2 separate regions of the Zea mays genome follow, and region 2 is linked to region 1. A link is a contact called in public Hi-C data. All regions are on one chromosome and are shown on one strand. The core of a region is the stretch at or near the end of the contact, and the rest is flanking DNA. Distances in the headings are between cores, read along the strand shown. Region 1 holds the start of LOC103645193. Region 2 has its middle 33 kb from the start of LOC100286024.

Region 1 (6,827 bases), core at 2,377-4,876:
GTGAGAGAGGTGGAAGTCCCGCGGCCTTCGTGTTCGTCCCGCGCCCAGGTCGGGTGCGCTTGCAGTAGGGGGGTTACAAGCGTCCACGCGGGTGAGGGAAGCGAGCGGCCCCAAGAGAGCGCCTGTCCCGTCCTCGGTCCCGCGTGGCCAACCTTTTTTGAGAAGGCCCTGGTCCTCCCTTTTATAGTCGTAAGGAGAGGATCTAGGTGTACAATGGGGGGTGTAGCAGAGTGCTACGTGTCTAGCGGAGGGAGAGCTAGCGCCCTAGGTACATGCCAATGTGGCAGCCGGAAAGATCTGGGCACCCTACTGGCGTGATGTCGTGGCTGTCGGAGGTGCGGCGGAGCCTGGCGGAGGGACAACTGTTGGAGCGGTCGAGTCCCTGCTGACGTCGTCCTGCTTCCGTAAGAGAGCTGGGGGCCGCCGTCGTCATAGAGCTTGTGGAGCGCCATCATTGCCCCTCCGGCGGAGCTGGCCGGACGGGACGCCGGTCTTGTCCTCCGTGACCCGAGTCGATTCGGGGTAGGATGATGATGGCGCTTCCCGTTGACGTGGCGGTCTGTGCCCTAGGTAGGGCGACGTGGGGGTTCCTCCGAAGCCGAGGTCGAGTCTGCCTTCCGTTGCCGTGGCCGAGCCCGAGCCAAGGGGTCGGGCAAGGCGGAAGTCGTTCGGCCGAGGCCGGGGCGGAGTCCGAGCCCTGGGGTCGGGCGAAGCGGAGTTTCGTCGTCTTCCGGGTGTTAGCCCGAGTCCGAGCCCTGGGGTCGGGCGGAGCGGAGTTCGCCGTCTTCCGGGTCTTAGCCCGAGTCCGAGCCCTGGGGTCGGGCGGAGCGGAGTTCGCCGTCTTCCGGGTCTTAGCCCGAGTCCGAGCCCTGGGGTCGGGCGGAGCGGAGTTCGCCGTCTTCCGGGTCTTAGCCCGAGTCCGAGCCCTGGGGTCGGGCGGAGCGGAGTTCGCCGTCTTCCGGGTCTTAGCCCGAGTCCGAGCCCTGGGGTCGGGCGGAGCGGAGTTCGCCGTCTTCCGGGTCTTAGCCCGAGTCCGAGCCCTGGGGTCGAGCGGAGCGGAGTTCGCCGTCTTCCGGGTCTTAGCCCGAGTCCGAGCCCTGGGGTCGGGCGGAGCGGAGTTCGCCGTCTTCCGGGTCTTAGCCCGAGTCCGAGCCCTGGGGTCGGGCGGAGCGGAGTTCGCCGTCTTCCGGGTCTTAGCCCGAGTCCGAGCCCTGGGGTCGGGCGGAGCGGAGTTCGCCGTCTTCCGGGTCTTAGCCCGAGTCCGAGCCCTGGGGTCGGGCGGAGCGGAGTTCGCCGTGGCGCCTTTGGCAAGGCCTGACTGCCTGTCAAACTCACTCTGTCGAGTGGCGCTGCAGTCGGGGTGGCGCAGGCGGCGCTGTCTTTCTGTCAGACTGGCCAGTGGAGCGGTGGAGTGACGGTGGTCACTTCGGCTCTGCCGGGGGCGCGTGTCAGGATAAAGGTGTCAGGCCACCTTTGCGTTAAATGCCCCTGCAATTTGGTCAGTCGGTGTGGCGATTTAGTCAAGGTTGCTTCTGAGCGAAGCCAAGGCCTCGGGCGAGCCGGTGATGTGTCCGCCATAAAAAGGGGGCCTCGGGCGAGACGGAAGTCTCTCGAGGTCGGCTGCCCTTGGCCGAGGCTAGGCTCGGGTGAAGCGCGATCGAGTCACTCGTGTGGACTGATCCCTGACTTAATCGTACCCATCAGGCCTTTGCAGCTTTATGCTGATGGGGGTTACCAGCTGAGAATTAGGCGTCTTGAGGGTACCCCTAATTATGGTCCCCGACAAAAGGATTACCGATTACTATGTACTCCTCGTCAAGGACTACATCTTCACCGAGGCTCCCGGTTGCAACAAGGTGAAAGCAAATGTTTTATAGCATTCTGCATTATGTGAAAGCTGCACAATCCATGCCATGTCTCTTGAAACACTTGCTCAATCGCCTTTCCCATTGCATAATCTTGGTCTGTGTAGATTGTTTTGGGTTGCTTTCCACTATGTGCTTGTAGAAAAGTCTCAAATAGCCATTTGAAAGACTCAAATGTTTCATCATACATTAGAGCAGCACCAAAAACTATAGTTTGTCTAAACTGATTGAATCCAACAAAGACACCGAAAGGCCGGCTCTCTCTATTCGTCCCAAATGTAGTGTCAAACGAAACAATGTCACCAAAGTGTATATAATCGGCAATCATTCTAGCATCAGCCCAAAATATATTTGCAATCTTCTCTTCAGCATCCATTTGTGTCGCATATTGGAACGCCGGATTCTCTGTCATTTTATCCTGGAAATATTTGAGCATGCTTCCAGCTTGACCATATACCATCTCTCGTTGTCGCTTGCCACGCAAATAGTTTTTATGGTCACGAATGGTGTAACTCAAATTAAGCGGCCCACCCACTTGGCGACATGCTAATTCATGTGATGCTTTTGGTCCTATTCCCGAGTCATCAGCTGTTTCAATTTCAAAAGCTTGCAAATCTGAAATTTTCCTTTGTGACACCATCAAGTGGAATGTTTCTGGCAAGTGAAGGTTATGGTTGTGTTCTAAATTCAAATCATAAACTTTGTATCCACCAAACTCTTTATCTTTTACAAGTCCCATACGCACTTCACAATCCGTTCTAGTTTCAGCTCGATGACACTTTACTTCATACCCCTTTTTATCTTTCCCTCGATGACCTTGATTAGCACAAACAAATCTACATGACGTGACGTTTCCATCAATCTTACTTGTATTTGAGTACCTTTTTCTAACATCAAAACCTTTTTGACCACTATACGCTAACCAAAATCTCCAGCCCTCATCTGGGTTTCTGAATTTCATTCCAATACGAGGAATCAAACAGGGCAACACATTCTCCCTAAAAAAGACAACTAAAATTTAAAAGAAAGGAACAAATGGACCATGATATTAGGAATAAAAATAAAGTGGTGCATCTCACATGTTTGATCCGTTGGTCGCATCTTCCTCCATCTTTGCTTCTCAGCTTTTTGCCTTGTCTGTTGGTTGGTTTCCTTCGTCGCTGTCTCTCTGTATTTGGTGCTTTTTGCCCTGTCCGTTGGTTCCTTTTGTCACTGTCTCTCTGTATCTGGCGCCAAAACAGGCAGCCTTTCCCGCTGCTTTTTCCTCCGTTGCGCTGTGTTCCTAGATGAAAGAAATAAGAAACGAAGAAAAGAAGTGGGCCAGAATTACTCTGTTGGGCCGCTCCATACACTACTGAGGGAGAGGACAGCAGATCACCGTTGGTTTGAAGATCGACGAGCGCACGGCAGGCTGCCGTAAGGCAGCGGATCTGGTTCCAGTATAGTGTGTGCTGGGCGTGTGAAGGACCGAGAACACGGCCAGAAGAGGAGCGTGGGCGTGGTGAATGGAATCCAGAATTTTCTTTCGGAGAATTAACCCTTGAGCACAGGCAAATCTCTAGAAAACTAAAGCTCGTCAAAGACGTGCTAATTATTTTGCCGGATATTTTGGGTGATGACCGATGAGCACGCACTCAAATTTAGCTGAGGAACACAACAGAGACTAAACCGAAACGGTACTCTCCACCTCGATCTATCACAAAAGAGGCAAGATATACCAACTTAAAACTCACAGGGTGAACTCATGTGTGCAGCATGCATGGGGGGTGCCGACGACTCGATGAGGCGACCGCGGAGCCTAGCTCTCTGGGACTGGGACTGGGACTGGGACTGGGACTGGGACGGAAGCTTCTTCTCAAGCCCAGCCCGGCCAGCGCATGCATAATAAGATAACCGTAACCGGTCGAAGCACGCGACGCAAAGAGAACTCGCCGGCGGCTCTGACCGGCCGCTAGCAGTAGTATAATCGATGTGTGTGCTTTTCGGTGCCGCTGCGGCGTCGCCGTCGTCGGCCGTCACTGGGGCCGTGACTGCACCGACACACCAATGGCTCGTGTATTCAACGACGGATTATTAATAAATGTACGTAAGGGTCGTCATTAGCTAGAAAACAAAGGCCGGCCTGGTCGTGTCGTGCGTGCCTTCGATTGCGCATTTTGTTGAGCACACCAGTACACCACACCAGGCCAGTCTGCTGTTTCTTCTTCAGCGCACGCCCTGCTAGCTGCTGCAACGAAAACCTGAAGGTGAAGGTCTCGGACCCCTCGGTAGCCCTACACTGCAGCGGGGTAGGTGGCGAGGCGTGTCGCGTGTGCAGCACTGCAGCAGCAGCCTCTCCCGCGTCGGGTGAGGAGAGCACAGAGGAGGGGGTTGCTGTGCCTGTGCCCGGGCAGGTAGGTCATTCCTCTTTGTTCTTTTCGTCGCTCACGGTCGTCGGCCCTTCCTCCATCGGCTGTTGCGCTTTACCTGTCCGCCCCCGCCAGTGACGTGCGCGCGGCAATGCAGGTGCGCGCGGCAATACTTTTCTTCCCCCCGTGCGCTCTCCTTTACGTTTTGTTTTTGTTGGAGGAGCCGAGGAGGAAGAGTCAGCGGTCCAAGGTAAACGCTCTGCCCCTGGCGAATAAACGCTACGTCTATACGCGTCCCAGCATGTGCGGCGCGTCGGAAAGCAAACGAACAAACAACAGGGCACGCGCGTTCGGCTGACAACTACGGCTTGACGAGATGTTCATAGCTCGTCTGCTACTTCGGTTCGTGGTCAGTTATATCAGTTCGTTTGAATTTTTTTACGAGCTGAGATGACATTCTAGTTCGGTTTGTTAACGAGCCAACTCGCAAGCTAAACGAGCTAATATGTTTCAACAAAATAAAACTATATGTATATCATTTATGTAATAATTGATGAACATATTATATTTATGTATGGTGTATATGTCATATGAGTTAAACTAATGATTGATAAACTATGACTATATGTTAAATTAGTCTATGTGAATATAACTATGGTTAAACCGATGAATATGTGTGTGAATTGTGAATTGATGAGTTATGTTCATTTGGTGTTACATTGACGTGGTCTGTGAAACTATGTGTATAATTATTATTTCTATTGTTAAATTAGTTTCGAATTAACTATAAATTGATCATTATATATATTGTTCGTTTTGCTCTGACTGTCGAGCTAAACGAGTTAGATTGAGCTCATAAACGAGCCGAGCTGACTATGTGGCTCGTCGGCTTAATGAGTCGAGCCAAGCCAATTCGTTAGCTTAACGGGCCAGCTCGAACTCGGACGAGCTGAGCCGAGTTGGCTCGATATCGAACCCTAAGTAGCACACTACAAACGTCTGGGTGGATCTGTGTTCCGGAGTCTGCTGGGAGACGCTGGTATGTTAATTAGACTCGACTAGAGATGTCAATGGGAATCCAATCCCCGATTCCTCGTGAGGAATTCCTCCATTAAAAGATGTAGACGTGGAAGTTTCTTCCCCACATAGATGTAAACGGTGAAATTCTTCCTCAACGAATAAACGGGGACCCGTTAAATTTACATGTAATGTAATAATTAATGATAAATATATATAATTAACTTATGAAGAGATCACTTATTATATAAATGCGTTTATTTTGATGTATATATAAAGCAATCGATTCAACACGACAGACTCCGACGGAAATACATATACCCGGCCCATATAATGGTTCGGGTTCGGGCTCTAACCCAACCAAAAGGAAGCCGAAACTGGTGAATCTGAAATTGTTGGTTTGCCACTCGTGTAGTTCATCTTTTTTTTTGGTCTCCGAACTTGAAAAGCTCCACGCTACTGCAGTAAACGGTACTGGTACAGTGTTTTGGAGGAGCTAGAGCCACCGGAAGCTATACCAGAGATCAGTTACTGAAAGGTTCCAAACAAATGACCAAAAAAAAAAAAACAAAACAAATTGCCTTACCCATGGTAAGAAGGCGTTCTATCATAACTAGAGATCTGTTACTGAAAGGTGGTTCGTTGACAAATCAAAAGAGGTTCCTGACGGGCCAGATCCGAACTCCCGTAATGGGCCACGGCAACAAACGAGGGCCGATAAAAGTAGAAGAGCTCCGCCCATGGGCCAGAAAGACAGAACATGCCTGCATAGGATGGGAGAAGGAGATCATGGGCCACAGCCCAGATTCTCCAGAAGAAGAAGGGCGCCCGTAAAGTGAGTGATGATCAACAGCAGCTACCACCGCGTCTTACACTTTGGCGACACAGCTGCTATAGTGCTATGCCGCCCACCAGGCCACCAGTCGCCTACAGTAGCATTTCGGGGGGCTCTCCGAGGATACATACGTAACGTACTACAATGACATGCAGCTCTCGTCCTGTCAACTCAAACACGACTGCACATCGCATGAGACGAAGCAGCCAGCCTGACGCCGGGGCTGTTGCGGATCATGCTGCCACAGCGGCGACATCCAACAAACCAAGCTGGGCAGCTACAGCGGCAAGTACAGGCCGACGAGCTCAGATCTGGTCGACCCACCGACCCGTCTACCGTTCCATCGTCCCTCCCCGCCCCACGCGAACCGATCGAGCGTCGACCTCACCGCCTGCCACTGCCAGTACTGCCGTCGCTGTTCCACGAACGTGCGCGTTGCCGGCCGCCTCTCGATCGGAATTCCAAGCTGCCGCTAGCTCTGCTGGTCACCGATCGCGTTGTCGCATCCTACTAGCCTAGCCCGGTCGGTCGTTTACCTTCGCGAACATCGCCTGCGCACGTCCCGTTTCGTTCAGCTGCAGCCTTCAGAGCTAGCAAGTGTGCATGTGCGCCGGGGAAAGCCAAGCGCGCCCCGGCCTCCAAGTTCCGGACCCATATCAGCAGCAGCGATGCATGCTTGCTGTTGCTGGTGGTGGCTGTGTTCCTGTCATGCTGGTGTCCACGGTTCGCTTTCCTTATCTCTTCACTCGCACGCTCTCCGCC
Region 2 (6,414 bases), core at 1,279-3,778, 130 kb before region 1:
CTGCCACTGCCGCTGCCGTCACCGTCGCCGTCGTCGTCGTCGTCGTCGTCGTCGCCTTCACCCTCGTCGCCGCCGTCCGAGTCCTCCTCATCCGAGGAGTACTCCGACTCATCCGAGCCTTCGAGCCCGGAGCGCTCGACGGCCCGGATGTACGACCAGACCTCCGCGGCAATCCCCTGGGAATCGTCTGAATCATCAGACGACGCCGGGGGAGAGACGGGGGCCGGGGATCCCTCGGACTCAGAGGAGAACTCCTCCTCTGAGTATTCCGAGTCACCGAACTCGTCCGACGGAGGAGTCGGCTCGCGCTTGCGCTTGGTGCCCTTGCCCATGGTGGAAGCAGACAGAAGGGAGGAGAAGAAGGCAGTAAGTAACGGCGAAGAGATGTGAAAAAACCAGAGAAGCAAAGGCGTTATTTATAGAGGGGAAAGCAACCGCTCACTTCCAACCGCGGTCACTGAACAGTCGCAAAGCATTCAATAAGCACTCCCACCCATCTGAAGACACGTCAGACAGCGGACGCCGTTTCATGCATCACTACACCCATTGGGACTCCAGTCAACAGTGTAAAGGATATGATTACACTAGCCGTCCCATCGCATTACTACTCAGAGGCAACCGGCTAAAACACTCAGCGTACCAAGCCGTCCCTTGCCCACACCCATTGGGGGGGGACGCCCAGGAATTATCAGTATATTTTTCAAAAACGGTCACATCCGTGCAGGGCACGCAGTGAATACCTCAAGACAAAAATGAGATATCAACAAGAGTTAGAGGGAAGCCAAATATAGCCAGTAGAGTGCAAAATATGGTCGACAGAAATGACTTGAAGGCTAGACAGAGAACGTCCATCAAATGTCCAATCAGTCACAGAGCAAATAAATTACACTACCTAGCGAGATATGGATGGATTGCGAACTCGGCTGCAAAAGACAAAATACATGCTGACCTCTGAAGCATAATATTGATGACATAGCGCGGATGACATCATGCCAACTTTTTACAAGCAGAAAGGATAATTTTCAGCAAAAGGACACAGAAGGAAGACCTTCGAGTGGATTATCCTCAAAAATCCACTTGAAGGTCGGGGGCTACACCCATTGGGTGCACCTTCGGTGCACCCCATGGATTATCATTCTAAATCAATATAGTGCCGACCTCTAAGGCGTAGAACAAGATTGGAAAGATCAATCCTCAACTGAGATGCAGGAGCGCGAATGGAGATAATCTTCGGAGAAGACCTTTGAGTAGATTATCTTCTAAAATCTACTCAAAGGTCGGGGGCTACACCCATTGGGTGCACCTCCGGTGCACCCAATGAAGTCCAGAATCTTACAATCCAAAATGCTGATTTCTAAGGCACATGCACAAAATTAAACTTTAGTCGAGCAAGTGATCAGAGCAAGAGAAAACAGCAGGGAGTCATTTTTGGACCTTGGATCTTTGAGTTGATTACCTCTAAATCAACCCAAAGATCGGGGGATTGTGGGGGATAGATATCCCCTGGGTCCACTAAAGAAGTAAAAGGCCTCACGAAAGGCCCAAGGGCCCAATAATTCGTAAGGTCATTCTTTCGTGGGCCTAGGGAAAGACAGCCGATAAAGAAGAGAAGACGTGAGACCGGATTGGTGCAAACCCGGACGGCCCACAACGTCGGGCGAGTAAATCGCAACAGAGACCCGACTTTCCCGCGCTGAAGCCCCCATGCAACAGAGCCATGCGAGGATAAGTCGGCAAGGGTTACGTAGGGATAATCTCAAGAGGTTCACTATCTTTTAGCTACTTGTTGTCATCTTACCCACGTGTACTGCCCCACGGTCGAGTATATAAGGCCTAGGGGGCACCCCTTCAGATCGATCGACCCTATATTACTTAGCCACCCACGTAAACTCTCTGTGCCTTCAACCCAGAGAGTCCTCTTGTAATCACATCCGAATTCTCATCAGGACGTAGGGTGTTACGCATCTCTAAGCGGCCCGAACCTGTAAATCTTGTCCACTATCTCTCGTGCGATCGGCACGAACCATTTTGCTACAGTCGTTGACACCGTCCTACTCCTAGAAAACACTTTGAGGGGCAACCCCGGGTGTGCGGTCGGACCCAAAACACCGACAAATACCGACTTTGCCCCTGAGGGGTCTCACATCTCTATATAAGGAACATGTACACCCCCATCATAAGACAGAGATCAGAAAGAGGCCAGAGGCCCAACCTTATATCCAGTGTCTTGTGTGTTTCCTCTGTCGTGTTTATGGGAAGGGAGACGGGTCTTCTACAACTTCTCGCGCCTCTACTGCTGACGGGAGAGAAGGGAGCGAATCTGGTGATACATGGTAACATAGTTCTCAACACAATCGACGCTGTTCCTTACTCCTCTTCTCATCTTCTGTGACCGCGGCATCCTTGTTTCACAAGATAGAAAAGCGTTTGTTAATGGTGTTTTACGCTCATGCCCCCACGTTCCACCTATCTATCGGATCCAGCGCGGAAGCACGCAGGCGTTCATGAGGGCACCAGTGTCATTTCCACCGTTTGTCGTTCTCGCGCGGCCCACCGATGGCGGCTTGCGGCCCACGGCCCGCGAGAGGGGAGCAGTAGAGTAAATAAGAAAGCACCATATTCGCCACCACTCGAGTCGACACGCACGAGTCCGCTTCTTCGCGACTCCTCTCCGCCTCTCCGCCCCGGTCCCCTGTCTCCCCACCCTCCTCGTCGTTGCATCGCCGCGACCCCCAAGGTCGCCTCCAGCCATGGCGCGCCCGTCGTAGGAGGTGATCGACACTTGCGTCAGCATCACGGGTGCCAACGAGGCCACCACCATCCGTGTGCTCGAGGAGATGACGCCTGCCCGCCCCTTCCCTTCCTCGTCTCTACGTCTCTACCCATTGGTGTTACGTTCCTGCCTTTTCGGGATTCTTTGCTCGGGGTTTCGGGCTAGGATTTAGCTTCGGCTCCGCATAGTGTGGGTTCGTTAGATGGCGCCATGGCGGTGTGGTGCAGGGCCGTGGCTGTGAGATGTGCGACTTGAGCCGAGATTTCATGTGCGTAATCGTAGTCGCCTCCCTGTGGGTTCAGAGGTCGTAGAATTTGTGGAATTTGAGTTTATAAAGAGTGTAATGCATGGGGGGTTTCTGGTTGTGATGGGATTGGTCCCTGCACTTATGGGGTGTTTGGTTTGAGTAATGACCTAGTCCATCATCTTCTCACTCCTCAATATGTTTGTTTGTTTGTGAAATGGAATGAGTTTATCCATCACCACCTCATTCCTTATAGTTAGTTTGTTAGTACTAATATGAGGAATAGGGTAATCCCACCAAATTTGAGAAATGAATCCATGATGCATCCCCTTAATTTGGATGGAGTGATTCCTTAAACCAAACACCCCCTTAGTTTTTACTTTGCATTCGTGCAGTGTGAAATGCCGAGACTAAACTAGATCGGGGCCGATGAACGGAGTAGCGCGCGGGTGCATCGGATCTCATCAAATGTTGTAAACTTGTAAATGAGAATTCCTTAACTGTTTAGCTGGAGAACTAAGTTGTAAGTTCACTTATGTTAAATTTTGTTGGACGCTCAGTTTCTGGAATTGTTAGATTGTGTCGATTTGGTGAGGGAAAAACACTTGTTGGGATGTTTGTTTATGTGGGGTCCAAAATAATGTTATTGTCTCCTGCCTGGTTGAAGGTTTGCATTGGTCCTGTTTGAGTTTGGAATAATGCAGAGTTAAGATCGCTGACTGAAACACTTCAATATATTTCAGAATGTGTGCTAAATCATTGAGCATGTGATATGATTGGATCACAGAAGCTCCAGCAGATTTGTGTTTGATCTAATGGTGCAGTTCAAACTGTAGTCTACAGTCTGAATTGAATTATTTCTGTCTCTGTTATGAAGACATGCTCAAGTTCATGTATTTCACATACCTGTTTATGTAGCATCTCTAACAAACTACTGGAATTTATACAAATGGTATTTTATTGTTGAATATTAAATGTTTTTCTATCTGTCAGCTATTCTCTATGATGAATACATACATGTCTATGTGATGAAGACATGCTGCAGTTGTGTTAGCCAACTGAACGCGAGGTACGGTGTCCAGTGTTGTACGTAGAACGGGGGTTTAGGCTAACTCCAAATCCCCAACAATACCATCTATTTCTAGGGACTCATTCGAAGAACGGAGCATATGAAGTATTGTGCGGTCTAGTCCTTGGGGTGATTCCGAAGACTCTCGAAAGTATAATGTATCAACCTGTCTGTAATGTGTTCTACGAACCTTTTTCCTAGAGAAAATCAAATGAAACGAGAAAAGAGAGAGGAAATACCACATTTTGCATTATTCGTCTCAATAGATAACTTTTTGTCATCCTCCTCTTTCCCCTCATCTTCGTATCTCTGAAGATGAAGGAAGACAGGTCTACCTACTGTGTTGTCCTGTTATGGTCATTGTGGGAATTTTAACAGGGGACCAACAATGCCCTTATAACTTGGTGAGATGGAGCGATTGAGGTCCGATGATTTTTTTGGTGAAGATCTTGGTGGTCTTCTGGCATTGATTCTCTATTCTTTTGTCATGAGGTATTTAAACTATAAAAAACCTAAGTTTCTAAAAATTCTAATAAAATCCTAGAGATAGAATGAGACACTAATAACAACAATAAAGCCTTTTAGCCCTAAGCATATTGGTGTAAGCTAGGGTTAAAACCCACCCACAAGTTAAGGTTCAGACACGTGGATAGATGTTTTCTATGCACTCTTATTCAAGGCTAACTCTTTGGATATATTCTATTCTTTAAAGTCTCTTTTTTTTGTGAAGACCTTTGATGTGGACCTTAGGCGAGGCGAAGATCTGGTTCCTTACTCTCGGGGGACATGACTGGCCAGAGAACTTTCTGAGCGCGCTTTTAAGGGCATAATAGTGGTACCTCTAATTATCACACTCGACACATATACTGCAATGTTCTAGACTCGATGATTTCTTGTATAGCCACAAATCCAATGTACATATTTCTGCAACAGTTATCTGATGAACACGTTGTCTTTAGACAAGATATTCGGGACATGTAAAAGTATCTCTAAAAGCTTTCAAGAAATAACTAAAAATGGAAAAACCCAAAACATTATACATGTGTTTTAAAAAAACTCCCCATAATAAAAATATGAGATGCATCAGGAAAGAATAAAGCAGTACAATCTCTACTACTCTTAAGACGCTACTGTAGGCGTCCACATTTTGGTTCTGCCGATCCCTCTGCCCACCCACCGCCCGTCTGCTCCCCGCCATCACCGCGACGCCAGCCGCCATCAACACCGATCCTGCGATCCGGGGGCCTGCAGCGCGGCCGCCATCAACGCACCCTCGATCTGCCATCCTCGATCCGCCATCTACGAGCCCCGCCATCAACGCGGCCCGCCATCTACAAGCCCCGCCATCAACACGGCCCGCCATCTACGAGCCCCGCCATCAACGCGGCCCGCCATCAACGCTCCTCGATCTCTGCTTCGGGCAGACGCATCCTCCATGGTCCTCCCCTCTGCGTCTGCATCCTCCGCCATCATTCGCCCACCCACGTCGCGTTGCGCTCCAACCAATCTCCGTGGTCCTCTCCCCTCTCCATCCTCTCTCGCCTATCCCTTCGTCATCTCTGTTGCGATAGGTTGAGCGCCTCACACGACCCTGAAGAAGACGTCGACGCCACCGCGCCACGCCTCGATCTCTGCTCCGGGCAGGGCCCTCACCATGTCCCGCACGACCCCGAAGACGACACTGACGCGCATCTCTTCGCCAGCCGCCGCCACCACGCCACGCCCCAATCTCTGTTCGTGCCACCGTGAGTATGTCTCCTTCCTCCCCACGGAGTTCCTCGTGAGGACGGTAGCATGGGCAACAGTGCTCGGCCACATCGTCTTCGACATCGTGGGCTTCCCATCACTTGGCGCTGTCGGATGCGGGAGACGCAGTCGCAGGCTGCGCTCCTGCACGCCCCCTCCTCGTCCGCAAGGCACGACGGCGACGAGCGTGCGACATCTCCGACGGCTCCACAGATCCAGCACCATGCTTAGCCGAACATGGCGAGGCCGGCGAGGAGGAGAAAGGAGCGCGCACTCATGCTACAGAGGGGGTAAGATGAGTGGTGGGTTGAAGCGTCTTGTTGCTTCCATTCTTTTTGGCTGATACAGAACCTTGCCCAGCTCGATTTCAAGAATATGCTCACGTCTCATGATTGTGTCTTTTTCAGAATCTCAGTCGTTCCTCATGTGGAGAGCCTCCAGAGGCTCACATGTATTCCTACACTCACCGCAACGGGAATCTGACTGTTCTTATGAGGCACTTGCTGCCTAAATATCGTTTATCTGGTGAATCAGAAGGAAAGATTTGGATGTGGACTAGATGCTTAAGGTGTGAACATGAAA

What was found. A called contact is a pair of places that touch in the nucleus more often than the background predicts.
Region 2: a contact with region 1 is called in a Hi-C map of tassel, with 2.4 times the contacts expected there. The contact joins the enhancer-like site here to the promoter of LOC103645193 in region 1. A contact is called at or near these places in 2 of 25 Hi-C or Micro-C datasets (ear and tassel).

What each region holds. Positions count from the first base shown.
Region 1 is chr1:201,924,227-201,931,053 of Zm-B73-REFERENCE-NAM-5.0, reverse strand. It overlaps LOC103645193, which reads right to left and starts at 3,626. Exons shown (of 5, transcript XM_023300874.1): 1 at 3,618-3,626; 2 at 3,244-3,423; 3 at 2,945-3,139. The coding sequence starts at 3,626. It overlaps LOC109943721 (a long non-coding RNA gene), which reads left to right and starts at 3,983. Exons shown (of 2, transcript XR_002266805.1): 1 at 3,983-4,258; 2 at 4,371-4,817.
Region 2 is chr1:202,057,220-202,063,633 of Zm-B73-REFERENCE-NAM-5.0, reverse strand. It overlaps the pseudogene LOC103645195. Among protein-coding and RNA genes, the nearest start is that of LOC100286024, 33 kb to the left of the region's middle. Within about 2 kb of position 2,528, at least 17 of the 20 cell types and tissues checked have an H3K27ac peak or open chromatin away from gene starts, as enhancers often do. A contact at or near this core is called in ear and tassel, where this site is marked.